2 separate regions of the Mus musculus genome follow, and region 2 is linked to region 1. The links are chromatin contacts, called in public HiChIP or PLAC-seq maps. All regions are on one chromosome and are shown on one strand. The core of a region is the stretch at or near the end of the contact, and the rest is flanking DNA. Distances in the headings are between cores, read along the strand shown. Region 1 has its middle 11 kb from the start of Robo4. Region 2 holds the start of Slc37a2 (solute carrier family 37 (glycerol-3-phosphate transporter), member 2).

The links. HiChIP or PLAC-seq counts read pairs in DNA pulled down with a chosen protein or histone mark.
Region 2: a contact with region 1 is called in an H3K27ac HiChIP or PLAC-seq map of embryonic stem cells, with 8 read pairs. The contact joins the promoter of Slc37a2 here to the enhancer-like site in region 1. A contact is called at or near these places in 5 of 39 promoter capture datasets (Sertoli cells, cranial neural crest, embryonic stem cells and 1 more), 3 of 484 Hi-C or Micro-C datasets (Sertoli cells, embryonic stem cells and nephron progenitors), 1 of 115 datasets of contacts at active chromatin or transcription factors (embryonic stem cells) and 1 of 9 other capture datasets (adipose tissue).

Annotation. Positions count from the first base shown.
Region 1 is chr9:37,387,131-37,393,949 of GRCm38.p6, forward strand. No RefSeq gene overlaps it. Among named protein-coding and RNA genes, the nearest start is that of Robo4, 11 kb to the right of the region's middle. Within about 2 kb of position 4,276, at least 7 of the 459 cell types and tissues checked have an H3K27ac peak or open chromatin away from gene starts, as enhancers often do. A contact at or near this core is called in embryonic stem cells, where this site is marked.
Region 2 is chr9:37,253,549-37,260,212 of GRCm38.p6, forward strand. Slc37a2 (solute carrier family 37 (glycerol-3-phosphate transporter), member 2) reads right to left here and starts at 2,190. Exons shown (of 19, transcript NM_001145960.1): 1 at 1,751-2,190. The coding sequence starts at 1,809.

The DNA of each region.
Region 1 (6,819 bases), core at 3,026-5,525:
CCTAAAGAAGGCAAAAAAGCATAGGGAGAAAGATGGGTGGGAGTATAGGTGGGAAGGTCACCGTGCAACCAAAGGAGAGACTTTGGAGAACAGGACAGGTTTGACAGTGCATGCCTACAATCTCAGTGCTTGGAAAGCTCAAGGTCAAAACCAGCTGAAGCACAAGGCGATGCCCTCATTCAAAGAAATCAAAGGGGTGAAGGGGTGGAGTGGGGTGACAGAACAGCCAGGACCTTAGAGGGCTTCGTGTATGAAAAGGAATTCAAAGTGAAGATCAGGGATTGACGTGTAGATCTATGATACGGTGCTTGCTTAGTGTTTGATTCCTAGGAAAGATGAGTCCCTAAGTTTGATTCTCAGGAGAGAAGAAGAAAGAATCCTAAAAGAAAAAAAAAAGTTGGCAGCAAGGGGGAATAAGAAGATCCAGTCGTCGTGAGCAGGAGTTAAAGCCAGATTGCAGTAGGTGAGTCGCGACTAACTGAGACTGGGTACTTGAGACTGGGTATTCCAAAGTTCTTCCTGTTGCAGAGCAGCTCGGTCCTGCCGGAGGACACTATATTTAGTTTATGTTACCAGGAGAAATTTCCAGGGAACCAGGAACAAAATAAAATCCAGACAAATCCAGAGTGCTTTAGTACTAATAAAATAGGGGATTACCCTGCATATTTCGTTTGCGTTAGAATTGTATTGAAAACTGTGCTCAACCCGTTGACAAGGTAAGAAGAGCTGGATCTGAGACACATGGATTGAGGTGATGTCCTAGAAAGAGGGCTCACTGCTGAAGGCGCACAAGACAGCTGGCAAATGAAACTGCTAATCTTCTGTGAAGAAAAGGATTCCAAATTTTCTGTTATTAAAATCAGTCAAAAACAAATGAACAGATATGGCGATATCTGTGATCTCAGCAACTGGAATGTTGGTGAGGGTGGGTCACATGATTAAAACCAGCCTAGGCTGCACAGTAAAGCCCCGTCTCAGGCATTGGGGAGAAATAACAGAAACAGCAACAAAAAAAAAAAGGTTAATAAATAGGCAAGAAAACAATCACCAGAACTGAGCATCAATTTAAGATGCAATAGATTCAACCCTTCAAAGCCTTAAGATGCTGGAATTATCAAATATGAGATAATGATGGAATGTTGAAGAGAACAGAAGACAGCAAGACCACAAAGGTTGTAACAGTGATCAAATTAGAAAAGGAACAAGGTAAACTTTCATTAAAATGGGACTAGGGAGATGGCTCAGCAGGTCAAGTCACTTGACATTGGAGCTTACACCCTGAGCTTGATCCCCAGAACTTACCTGGTGGAACTGACTCCTACCGGTAGCCTTCTGACTTCCACATGAATGCTGTGTCACACACGTGCACGCGCACGCGCACTAAATAATGTAATATATACAAAATTAATTAAACTGTTAAGTGGGTGTGGGGGCTCACACCTGTGATCCTATCCCTTTGGTGATGAAAGCAGGAGCATCAGGAGTTCAAGGTCAGTATGGGTAATATGAGACCATGTCTCAAAAAAGCACAAAACAGCAAAAAGTAGTCCAAAGCATTAAAATGCACATTATCTATTCAGATTTATTTAATCTATTCAGAGCTAATTTGAATATAGCTCTGACACTATTCAAACCAAAAGAAATGAGGAGATGTAAATGTGAGGAGATTAAACGGTATGTCATGTAGAATGAAAATGAAGCACATTTTATTCAGACCTCCATAAAGAGAATGGGAGGGAAGCTATTATTCTTTTTAAGATTTTTCTTGGGGCTGGAGAGATGGCTCAGTGGTTAAGAGCACCGACTGCTCTTCTTCTGAGTTCAAATCCCAGCAACCACATGGTGGCTTACAATCATTCATAATGAGATCTGACGCCCTCTTCTGGTGTGTATAAAGACAGCTACAGTGTACTTACATATAATAAATAAGTAAATCTTTAAAAAAAAAAGATTTATCTTATTTTTCCTTGTATGTATTGTGTGGTGCACATAAGTGCAGGTGCCCTTGCAGGCCAGAGCCATTACAGGTGTCACATCCCTCGGAGCTGCCTGACAAGAGTCTAGGAACCCAACCTGGGTCCTCTAATATAGTAGCATGCACTCTTTTTTTTTTTTTTTTTGAGACAGGGTTTCTCTGTGTAGTCCTGGCTGTCCTGGAACTCGCTCTGTAGACCAGGCTGGCCTCGAACTCAGAAATCCGCCTGCCTCTGCCTCCCAAGTGCTGGGATTAAAGGCGTGCGCCACCACGCCCGGCTAGTAGCATGCACTCTTAACTGCTGAGCCATCTCATCAGCCCCAGGAAGCTTTTTATGTGTGTGTCTCTTCAGAGATAGGGTCTCAGTATGCTGCCCTGGCTGCCCTGGAACATTCTATGTAGACTATTAGGCTGGTTTCAAACTCAAAGAGATCTGCTTGTTACTGCCTCCCAAGTGCTAAGATTAAAAGCTTGGCTTAGCACATCCAACCTGGAAAGCCATTATTTTAGAAGATAATAGATCATTTTTTCCTTTAAATTTTTTTCCTTTATTTTTATTTTATGTGTATGGATGTTTTGTCTGCTTATATATCTGTACACTCATGCATGCAGTGTCTTCAGAGGCCGGAAGAGGAAATGGGATACCCTGAATTGAAGCTACAGACATGAGCTACCATGTGGGTGCTAGAAATCAAACTCAGGTCCTCTGGAAGAACAGCCAGTGTTCTTAAACACTAGGCCATTTCTTCAACCCTAGATGTTTCTAAAACTTGTAAATACATGAAATAATTAACAAGCAATAAATATGCATAAATGGTAGTAAAAATTCAGTAGGCCAAAGACAAAGTGAAAAATCTTAAAAGGAGAGAAGGAGAGAGAGAGAGAGGGAGGGAGAGAGAGAGGAAGAGAGAGAGAGAGAGAGGAGAGAGAGAAACCTTCTACCTTTAGAAGACAGTAATAGTGAACATCCTGTGTTGGTAGAGCAATTGCTTTCAAGAGAGCAACAAAAACGACTGCAAACTAAGAGTATGTTGCCTAGTAAAAACAGACTTTCCTATATGAGAATTAAAAAAAAAATCATCAAATAAAACAAAACCTGGGGGTTCCCATGAACATCAAAGGAACTTTTCACAGAAATACATGACAGAAAATTATTCCAAAGTAAAGGTTCAAGAATCAAGGAAAGGCAAATAAATGATAAGTAGATCTGAATAAGGCCTTTGAAAATGATAGTGTCTGATCTGCAGTCCTCAAACAGGCAAATAATAGGACTTGAGTTGGGAGGATTTGTCAGAATTGAACTATTTCAAGATATTTGAATGCTTTGGGGAAGAGGAAGTGGTTAAGGTAATAACTTCAGATTTTAATAAATATTCATGGAGAAGGTATGAGTAGCAACTAAAGCTCAAAAGTCCAAGGTGAAAATTGGCTCTATAAGGAATTTCAAGCCAACTTGAACTGCATGGCATATATCAGTTTATACTTTTATATATAGGTTTATACTTTTAGTACATATATCCACATAGTATACCTACTATGATTATAATACAATCCATATGTTATATACTATATTTTTATATATTACATATATTTAATTCACCAATAAAGAAGGATGCATATTAAGGATACAGATATAAATCCAATCCATTCTTCAACTTCCAAGAAAAGAGAAAAAGAGGGTAAGAAAATGTAGACAATACAAAGCAGAAAAAATAATAATAGGAAAAAAGCTAACTTATAAATAATCTAAATTATCCAGTGAAAATACAGAGATATGTCAGATTGCATTTTAAAAAATTCTTACATTTGCCATTGAATTGAAATATATTGAAAACAATGGTTTGAAAAAGTTGAAAGTAAAGTTACTGGTAAAGATAAAGCAAATGCTAAGCAAACGAAGCTGAGTTACTATTTATATAAAACAAATGCACTATAGTCTGGGCGTGGTGATGGCACACACCCATAATCCAGGCTACTCATATGTTAAGGAGGGTCAAAAAGTCAAGGTCTGTCTGGACATTGTGAATGCCAAACCAGTCTGGACAATTGAGCAAGACTTTGTCTCAAAATAAATTACAAATGGTGAGAAAAGGAATCAAGATATTTCAGTGATATCCCCTGTCTAGCAATGCAAGGCCCTAGGTTCAATAACCCATACTGCAAATAAGAGTACTACAAAAATGAAGAGAATGTCTGTAAGGGTCTGAAAATCGCTGAAGAAAGATCCCACACTCAGATAGCATGCAAAGACAAAGAGTGGTTATTCTGCAGAAACATCTAGCATGCAAGAGTGACTATTGCTTCCAAATGGCAACAGCCACAGAGACATTTCAGTTCCTTTTATAACATGACTGCTTAAATGCTTCTGAGATAATGGCAGACTTCTAAAACTTAGGGCACATTCCAAGGAGTTACAGAAACCATTAACTGAAGGTCATAAAGAAGGTATACACTACAGGATCCAAGGCGCAAACACAGGAGAGAAGATATTAACTAAGTTTGTCAAAACTTTAATGACAGCTTAGTTACGATCTTAAACTTTCCATGACCCTGTAAACTAGTAACAAATGGTGAAAGTTAAGCCAGATAATTGCTCCTAATATATATGCATGTAGGCATTCTCTGTTATAACCTCTTTTTCAATGTATGACTGAATTTATATGCAGTGAGGTGTTTTTTTTTTTACCATGTGAACACAAGCTCTGAGAATATTTTTTTTAATTAATTAGATATTTTCTTTATTTACATTTCAAATGTTATCTCCTTTCCTGTTTTCCCCTCGGAAAACCCCCTATCCCCTCCCCACTCCCCCTGCTCACCAACCCACCCACTCCTGCTTCTTGGCCCTGGCATTCCCCTACACTGGGACATCGAGCCTTCCCAGGACCTAGGGCCTCTCCTCCCACTGATGACAGACTAGGCCATCCTCTGCTACATATGCAGCTGGAGTCATGAGTCCCTCCATGTGTACTCTTTGGTTGGTGGTTTAGTCCCTGGGAGCCCTGGGAGTACTGGTTGGTTCATATTGTTGTTCCTTCTATGGGGCTGGCTGCAATCTCCTTCTGCTCCTTGGGTCCTTTCTCTAGCTCCTCCATTGGGGACCCTGTGCTCAGAGAATCTTACAAGTACAGAGAACAAAGGGCAGAGATAAGTCCCCCTCCCCTTTTTTCCCTTCAACTTAAGAAGCATAATTCCCTGCCTTTACCTCACCTCCTGCTGTGTCAGTATTGAGGCCAGCCTTAAAAGGACTAAGTTAGGCAGATCAGCTGCAAAAGCAGAATATCTTACACTCAGGATGGATAGCAAATGCTCCATTGTCACGGACCACCCTAGTTGGCTATGGGAGTCTCTGGGACGAGGGTCTTCGAGGTTAGGTGGGTAAGGATTTGGCGGTCACAAACAAACAAACAGAGAGGCAGTTTGAATCTGAGTGTATTTTTCAGTTCTCAAACAAGGGTTTTTATGTATAAAGAAACAAGTGTTACAACTCTGAGAAGATGTGTTTAGTGAAACAGTCAAATAAAACAGATATTGTTATAATCATTTAACACAGTAAAATACAAAATCATCTAAATATTACAACTTCTAAAAAGGTGTGTTTAATAAAGCAGTCAGGTAGAATGGATATTATTATAAGCATTTGGCACAGTAAAATACAAAAATCATCTAAGGCTAGTGACAATTTTCTAAGGACAAGTTAATAAATTTTTATGATCAGTTACTATTTAACATCTAATACCTGATTTTTTTAAATAAATCTCTAAAACATAAATTTAAACTATTTTAATTTTTTAATTTAAGGCCTTCTTAAACAATATATCAAAGGCTACTTCCCATAACACATGTGTAGCCATATAAAATTTTATTGTGGAGAAAGTTTTTATTTATTAATAAATACTATCACACATGATTTATAAAGTAAAGCACTGGCTTTCCCAGAGATAAGGTCATGTTAGTGACTCCATCTCAAGGGATGGTTTCTTACCCAATAGTCTCACTTAAGATCTTAGCCTAGGCTATCAAGAACATCTCATAAATAAGAAAAGAAATAAAAAAGATAAAACAAGAAAGCTGCCAAGAGAACTACGGCTCAATATTTTATGCCTGCCAAAAGTTCCACAACCAGTTCCAGGAGGCCTCCTTCTTTTAAAGTTTTTACCTCAGTCTATAAAACTTGTCACACGGATCCTACTGGCGTTGGTGTGACACTCCAAATGAACTCCTCATGTCTACACAGAGAAACCCTGTCTCAAAAAACCAAAAATCAATCAATCAATCAATCAATCAATTAATATTAAAATAAAAAGAACATTTAGAAAAATGTAAGCAGAAAGATTGTGTAAGCAGGAGTATAGCCTTACTTCTTGCTTGCCTGAGTCAGTATCAGCTACTCCCGACTTTACTAAGATGCCTTTCTTACTGATCCATTTTGTTATCACTGAAATGAAGCACCTGAAGCCGGTGAGCCTTAAAAAGAGAAGGGGTTTATCTGATGATCAGTTCTGGAAGTTCAAAGACATGGCACTGACATCCACTCAACGTGGACAATAACAAAACCATGTGTGGGTGTGAGCGATTGCCCCAGAACAGGAAGCCTAAGAGTAATTCAGCGCCAGGCTCAGGCTTTAACAACAACTTGCTCTTAGCAGAACTCCAGGAGACCAGAATTCCCATCCCCTGTTATAAATTTTTGGCCACATTTACAGATTAAAGAGACAAATCATCTCAACACATCACAAAGCAAATATTTGTAACATATAATGTTTATATTTGACTAAAAGTTTTTAGTAGTGCTAAAGAGACGGCTTTGTAGTTAAGAGCACTGTTTATTCTTCCAAAGGACC
Region 2 (6,664 bases), core at 940-3,439, 140 kb before region 1:
AAGAAACTCTGTCTCAAAAACTAAGATGGATGGCTGCTGAAGGCAGACATCTGAGGTTGACTTCTGGCCTCACAGAGACACACATGCACCACCACTGCCAAAGGACGGGGACGGACACACACCTTAAATTTTTCTTAAAAAGATTCCTTATGAAAACTCCCAAGAGCACTGATCATGACCTATTTGGTTAATTAATGTTTTTGCTGTACATAAGTAAACCATGAGATTAGATCTAAGGAGACCCACTTTATTGTGTGATCAAAATTTTTTCTTAGAGATTAAAAAAAAACAAACCTGAAATGGAGTCTACAAAGAAAAGGATGTTTTACAGAGAGAAAACTTTCCAGATTATCTGACTCTAGTCTGTCATTTATCCTGATTTTAGTTTTTCTTGACATTGAGCAATTTTAGTCTCTGAAGTTGCAGCTAATTGATAAGTCATATAAAATATGTCCACTAGTGAGACAGCTTCAAGAGTCTTAATGTATAAATGAGCTTATTTATATTATGCTTTTTAAAATTGTGGTAAAATATACATAGCACAAAACCTTATCATCTCAACCACCTTTAAATGTAAAGTCAGGGCAGCTAAAGTCAGGGACAGCAAGTGTACTGTGCGCCCATCGCTACCATCCACATCCACCTTACGGCAACTCTCCCCTCCCCTTGAATTCTCTTTCTACCCAATTATGACATCTTCTAGCTCCTTCATTATGAGGGCAGTACACGCTCTCACTCTCGTGTTCATCTCCTTTTGAGAGACATTTTCTCTCTTTCTGAAAACATAAAACTGTTTAATAGTTCCAAATGTAGAAAGGACCACATAAACCATCTAAAGAATGTTTTAGATGATTATTAGCCTGAGAGACCTTGAAACAAAATGACTTATTTTAAAACCAGGCCAAATTGATGACTAAGTATCTGCCCAATCTGACCCTTAGTTTAGTTTGAGAATTTAGATTTGAGATTGCTGTGTCATCTGTTTTGTTTTTGTTTTGTTTTTTTTAGAAGCCAGCAACTGGCTATTTTGTTAAGTTTTATAGTTTATAAATGACGGTAACTAACAAAATGTTTTAACACTCTTCCTTCCCCACCTCTTGCAGACCAAGTACACTGCTCCAAAAGCTCAATGGAGATTGGCTAAAACCTCTTCTCCCAGCACAAGGGTGACCTTGTGGTCCTGGGAGCAGCTGCTGTCAATGCCAGCTCATGCTTTTAAGGGTGACCACCCAGTGTTGGAGCAGCTGCAGCTCTGATCCCAGAGATCTTGCCCTAGCTAGGTATCCCTGAGACTGGAAGGGTCAGACAGGCTTAATAGAACCAGTGATTTCTGGCTTGTTAACTAATCTAATCAATAGGGGCCTTAAGCTCTCTGGCTCCATTTATATTCTACCAGTTCTTGGCCTGGGTTCCTCAAAGGCAAATCCGGATCCTCCAAATACACAGATAAGACTTGGAGGCACTCCACAGGTACCCGCTTGTGCGCTTGTGTTTGCAGATACGGGGTGGCAAACCAAAAAGGATGAAGACTCCTAGGCACCCTGTTTGTTCTTCACCGGGGTTAGACAGAAGTCTGGGCTAATGTGGAATTAATAGTTCTGTGTTACTAAACTTCCACGCCTGCGCCACCGAAGGAGCCCTGCCAGATAGAACTAGAACCCCATCCCCCACTCCAGGGACAAGCAGAAACATCCGCCGCCCGAGCAAGTCTCTGCGCGTCTTGGCAGCCTCCCTCCCCAGCCCTGCTCACCAGCTGTCCCTAGAGAAGGCGCGAAGGAACCAGACACCAGGAGCCAGGGAGGACCGCATCTTGAGGCGCCGGCACTCGAAGCTGAGACTATGGAGGGTGCAGAGCCGGCGCGCGTCCCGGCCAGCGGCGGCAGCGATTTAAATGCCCCGCCGACTGGCCCGCCCCAGGCAGGCCCATGGCCAGAGCCTCCGCCCCTTGAACATGACCGGCCTGCCCTCTAGGTCGCGCCGAGTGCAAGTCCTAGCTATCCCTCTGTGCTCACTAGCCACTGTTTTCTATGTACTGCCATCTGTTTTCTCGAACTTTCTCTCCTAGTCAGAAACCAGCAGTCTTGAGTTTCCTGGGGCTCCTCTTTCTTGTCTGGGCTTTTCCATTTCACTACCCACGAGGGGATGGGGAACTGAAAACAGCAGTCCTACAAGTCATCAACTCTGTGTGACGTTGGGTTTCCTGCAGTGCTACCTGTCTTGAGCAGTTCTGTGCCCTGACACAAAGCAAATCCGGTGCTCTGTGTAAGTGAACGCAGTGGGACCACCGCGCTGACTCATGATCTGCGGGCTCTCTTTGGGAGCCCTGGAAGTGTCTCAGGGAGGAAAATGATCCCCAAACCCACCTCTCAGGTTCTGGTTCTGCTTGCTCAGACGAATCTGAGTTCACTGAGTCTGCTGGAGCTTTCCTAAAGCTCCACTAGCCAGTAACTAACTATGTTGCCAATACTCCAATCTCCACTTTCCAGGCACGCAGCCAGGTGGCAGTGAAGAGCTACAAGGGTCTTCCGTGCTCATAAAAATGACTGCCTCTAGCTTAAAGATTCAGAGTAAATTTCCACCTATAAAAAGAAGCTGCGACGAGATTCTTGTGTACGAAACCAAGGGCAAAATACTGAGGGTGGAAAGGGAAAGTATTCGCCTCAAAAGTAAACTTTTTAATAGTACATAAAATAGGAATGGGTTTAGCCCTTACCCCACCCACTCCTAACTCTTAGGAGTGTCCAGTATTCAGAGCAAGGTCAAGGAGGTGCAGTAACAACTCCACCAAACAGTGGACTCAGGATAATGGGCTTGGCTTGTCAGCCCTGGTATCAAGCAGAAAAAGGGTAAGCAGAGTTATAAAACCCTTGGATAATACCAGCAGTTGGGAGTATGGGTCTAGTGCCAGAAATAAAGGCAACAAGTCAAGGGCAGGGGTAAAGGATTAGAGGAAGGAGAAGGCAATAGGCAGGAGGCACAAATGCCATGTCGTGTAAAATGCTGGAAACCAAGAGTATCATGTAGTACAATTCAGTGAAATCCCTAAGTACAGGGTCTAGGGAGATGGCTCAGTAAGAGCACTTCCTGTGCAAGCATGAGAACCGGAGTTTGAATCTCCAGCATGCACATAAAAAAGCAGGCATGGCTGCCCAGGCCACTGACCTCAGCACTAGGAGAGGAAGACAAGTAGAGCTTGAAAGCCTCACTGGCCAGCCAGCCAGCCCCCCAAACCGAGTGTCTGTTATTCAGTAAGAAACCCTGTTGTAAGACAATAATGGAGAATGACAGAAGACACTCAGGGTCCTATTCTGGCCATCATATGTGCATACACAGGCAAATGTACCAAATAAAATAGACATACATACACACACTAAATAAATAAACTCCACATCCCTTTTTTACCATTTAGTGAAGTGGGGCATACATGGGTATCAAAATAGGTAACATGACTTTAAGCTCTCATCTGCCCTGGGCACTTCAAACCCAGGTGGCAAACACTCCTGATTAAACAGAAGACACACAGAGTGAGCTGGCATCCTCAGAATGGCAGCTACTGATTTCTAGAGGACTAAGAGAAGGATCTGGTTGCCATACAAATGAACCAAGGAAGCTGCAGCCATGCGAGGTTATTCAGTAAGTAGACATCAGTGGAAGAATGGAGAGACTATTGCCAGCGCTTCTGTGGTGCTAGCTAGACTTCAGCAGTGGAAGACAGCTGTCTCTCCACTTGAAAGATAGTCACACTGTTTGTTTCACATGCTTTTCTAGAGGTGTGCTGGTATCTTCCATAGTTGCATCTGCTGAGTGCTGGAACTGTACGGTGCTCATAAGCTCTTACTCTAAGTGCTCTGAGGCTGTAAGAGTATGTATGCCCCATTATGTGCCAACAAGTACTAAGGAGCAGAGCTCAAACAGTCTTTGCTGCCTATGGATTCGAGCCATGACTCCCTGTCCAGGCATTAGGATGGCACATGGGGCATGTCTATCACTTGCTCCTGTAGGTGACCTGGATGCTCTCTGCTTCCTGCTGCTTGAGACTGACACAGAGGGATATTACAACCCAGGTAATCCTTCTCCCCACTAACAGCACCTCTCCACTCCTGTCTCATCTTCCTGTTGTATCTGACACCCCCACACAGCATGTTCTCAAACCCTGTGAGATGTGACCGGTGTTTGAAGAAATGAGGAAGGGAGGAGCCACTCAGTCAGCCACCAAAGGAGAAGATCCTAACTCCTGACCGGCAGCCCTCTAATTACTTGGTTCAGTATTAGGCACGTGGGATGAAGACACTCAATGGTATTAGCCATTTTAGCCACCAAGTATCAGTTTCAGCTGCTTCTGAGTTTCACTGATCACCCATGCGACTTTCTAGGCTTTCTGTTTAGCAATGAGTGTCTTCCTTGGTTTTATGGATGGGATAAAAGGCCTTGAATGCTCCTGAATATTAGCGACCAAATGCCAAAAGAAGTTACTAGGCTGAAGAACATAAAATATCAGCACACACACACACACACATAAGCATTACCTTAAAAATGCATTTCCCTTCTTCCATTTCTGTCTTATAAAGCAGACAATAGAAGAACTTTGTCTCAGGAGATGTGACCCAATGGGCAGGAAGTCAGGATATTGGAAGAAATATAATACTAGGATTTTTTCATTGAGAGATGGACACTAAAAGTACAAAACACTACTTAGAGTCAGGATCGATTCTTATTCTCAGTTTCCATAGCTACAAAACATGGACAGTAACACCTGCAGTATGAGGCAGATGTAAGAACTATAAGTTACTTATATGAAAATGTGTAATAGTGCCTGACATGTTCAGTAATTCTTGTAGGTAGAGAAATTATGTGTGCATTAAACATCGGATCAGAGTTCTTACAAGAGCTGATGTGTATAGTGGCACAGGTTTGTCTTGCAAAATCCTTCACAGTGTGCTTGTGTACAAAACAAACCTATGCTATGTCACTCAATGAAAGCTACCTTTCTGAAATGTCTATCCAGGAAAAGCTCTGCCTTGATAAAAGTAGTTACAAACAGGGTTTCAATTCACCAAAGACTGGACTGGTGGTAAGTAGTATCCTGAAGAACTGGCTTCCCACACCACATCTGCTGCTGCTCCTGTATCCAGCCTCCTCAGGACACTAGTAGACCAGCAGAACGGAAACAGCACAACCTCAAAGTCCTTATAGAAGGGGGAACAGTGTGGCATGAGTGCTTAATTTTATAATTGTTCAAAGTTGCTTTGTTTAAGGGAAAACTAAGAAGAAGCAAATGGCAATGGTAAGAAGGAGTTTGTCTCCGTGACCTAGTCTCATAAGTTGCAGATGGTCTTTGGATGAAAGTAATAATTCATCCATTTACCGATTTAATAAACATTTGCTCAGTGTCCGTTCTATGCTAGGCAGAGGACAAAGTGATAAGACAGGCTTAGTGCCTAACTCCAAAGAACTTACAGCTGAATAGTTCAGAGATGTATAGCACAGTCCCACCTCAAGGGTAAGTTGGTAAATCGATGCAAACAAGAAAGCACACTACAGAGTGTATTCATACAGGTAAGGATAATCCCGAGGTGGGATCAAATAGTTCTTAATATCAGAAAGCTTCACTATATGTAACATGCTCAGATTTGAGGAATGGCTAGCTGCTTACCATGTAGAGACGATGAGAAGGTGGGAACCAGAGAGCACATCTGCAAAACAACATACCACAAAAAGCATGGTACTGAAGGAAATTCTGCATAGCTGGAGGGGCACGTGTGCATAGCACGTGTGCACTGTGGAAAACTACAGAAGTTATGACTGTTCTTAACTGTAGTGAGACAGTTAAGAGCAGTGAATGACCATGCTAACAGGTTGAAATTGTATCCTTTGGACAACAAGCTGTTATGATAAGAGGGTTTCATGAAGGGTTCAAAATACTGAGCCTAGTGGTCCGTATTTGAAACCCCAGCACTTGGGAGGCAGAGGCAGAATTCTAGGTTAAACCTAGGCTGACACAGACACTGCCAGGAGGGAGGAAGGGAAGTGCCTAGAAAAGTTAACCATGTCCAGTCCAAGGACCAAGCAAACTGCAGCCAAGCAATAAGCAGCCCACTCCGAACAAACACAGAATACTATCGCTTTTCACTCCTGTTAGCCAAGACTGGAGGGGACCTAGATTTCTGCTCACACCTGTCTACAACAGATCCCCATGCCCTGAGGTGGCATCTGAGAACTTCAAACTCGAAGAAACCTTTACCTCCTTCCAGTGATGATGAGTACTCCAACTCATACACCAAAGTACTGTTGGAAGTCCAGAGAAGGTCCATCCTTCCTCCCACATGACTGCCAATAGAGGCCTAGTCAGAATTCTCACCCATCTTAATAGTAATGAGGTGTGCTTGGTCCCACAAGGGTAACAGTGAGGACCAAGTAGGCAACCTCCATTTTTACCCATTGACACCTAGCAGAGCAGGTCAAAAACAAACACATGACCCCCAGAACATACTGTCATTTTCCTAGGAAATGTAAACTGCGAGTCATTAAGATAGCTTAGCAGGTAAGAAGACACTTGCTGCCATGCCTGAGAACGGGACTCAGTCCCTGGAACTCACATGATGGAAGGAGAGAACTGACTTCCGAAAGTTGTCTTCTGATCTCCACATGTGCACCATGGCACACA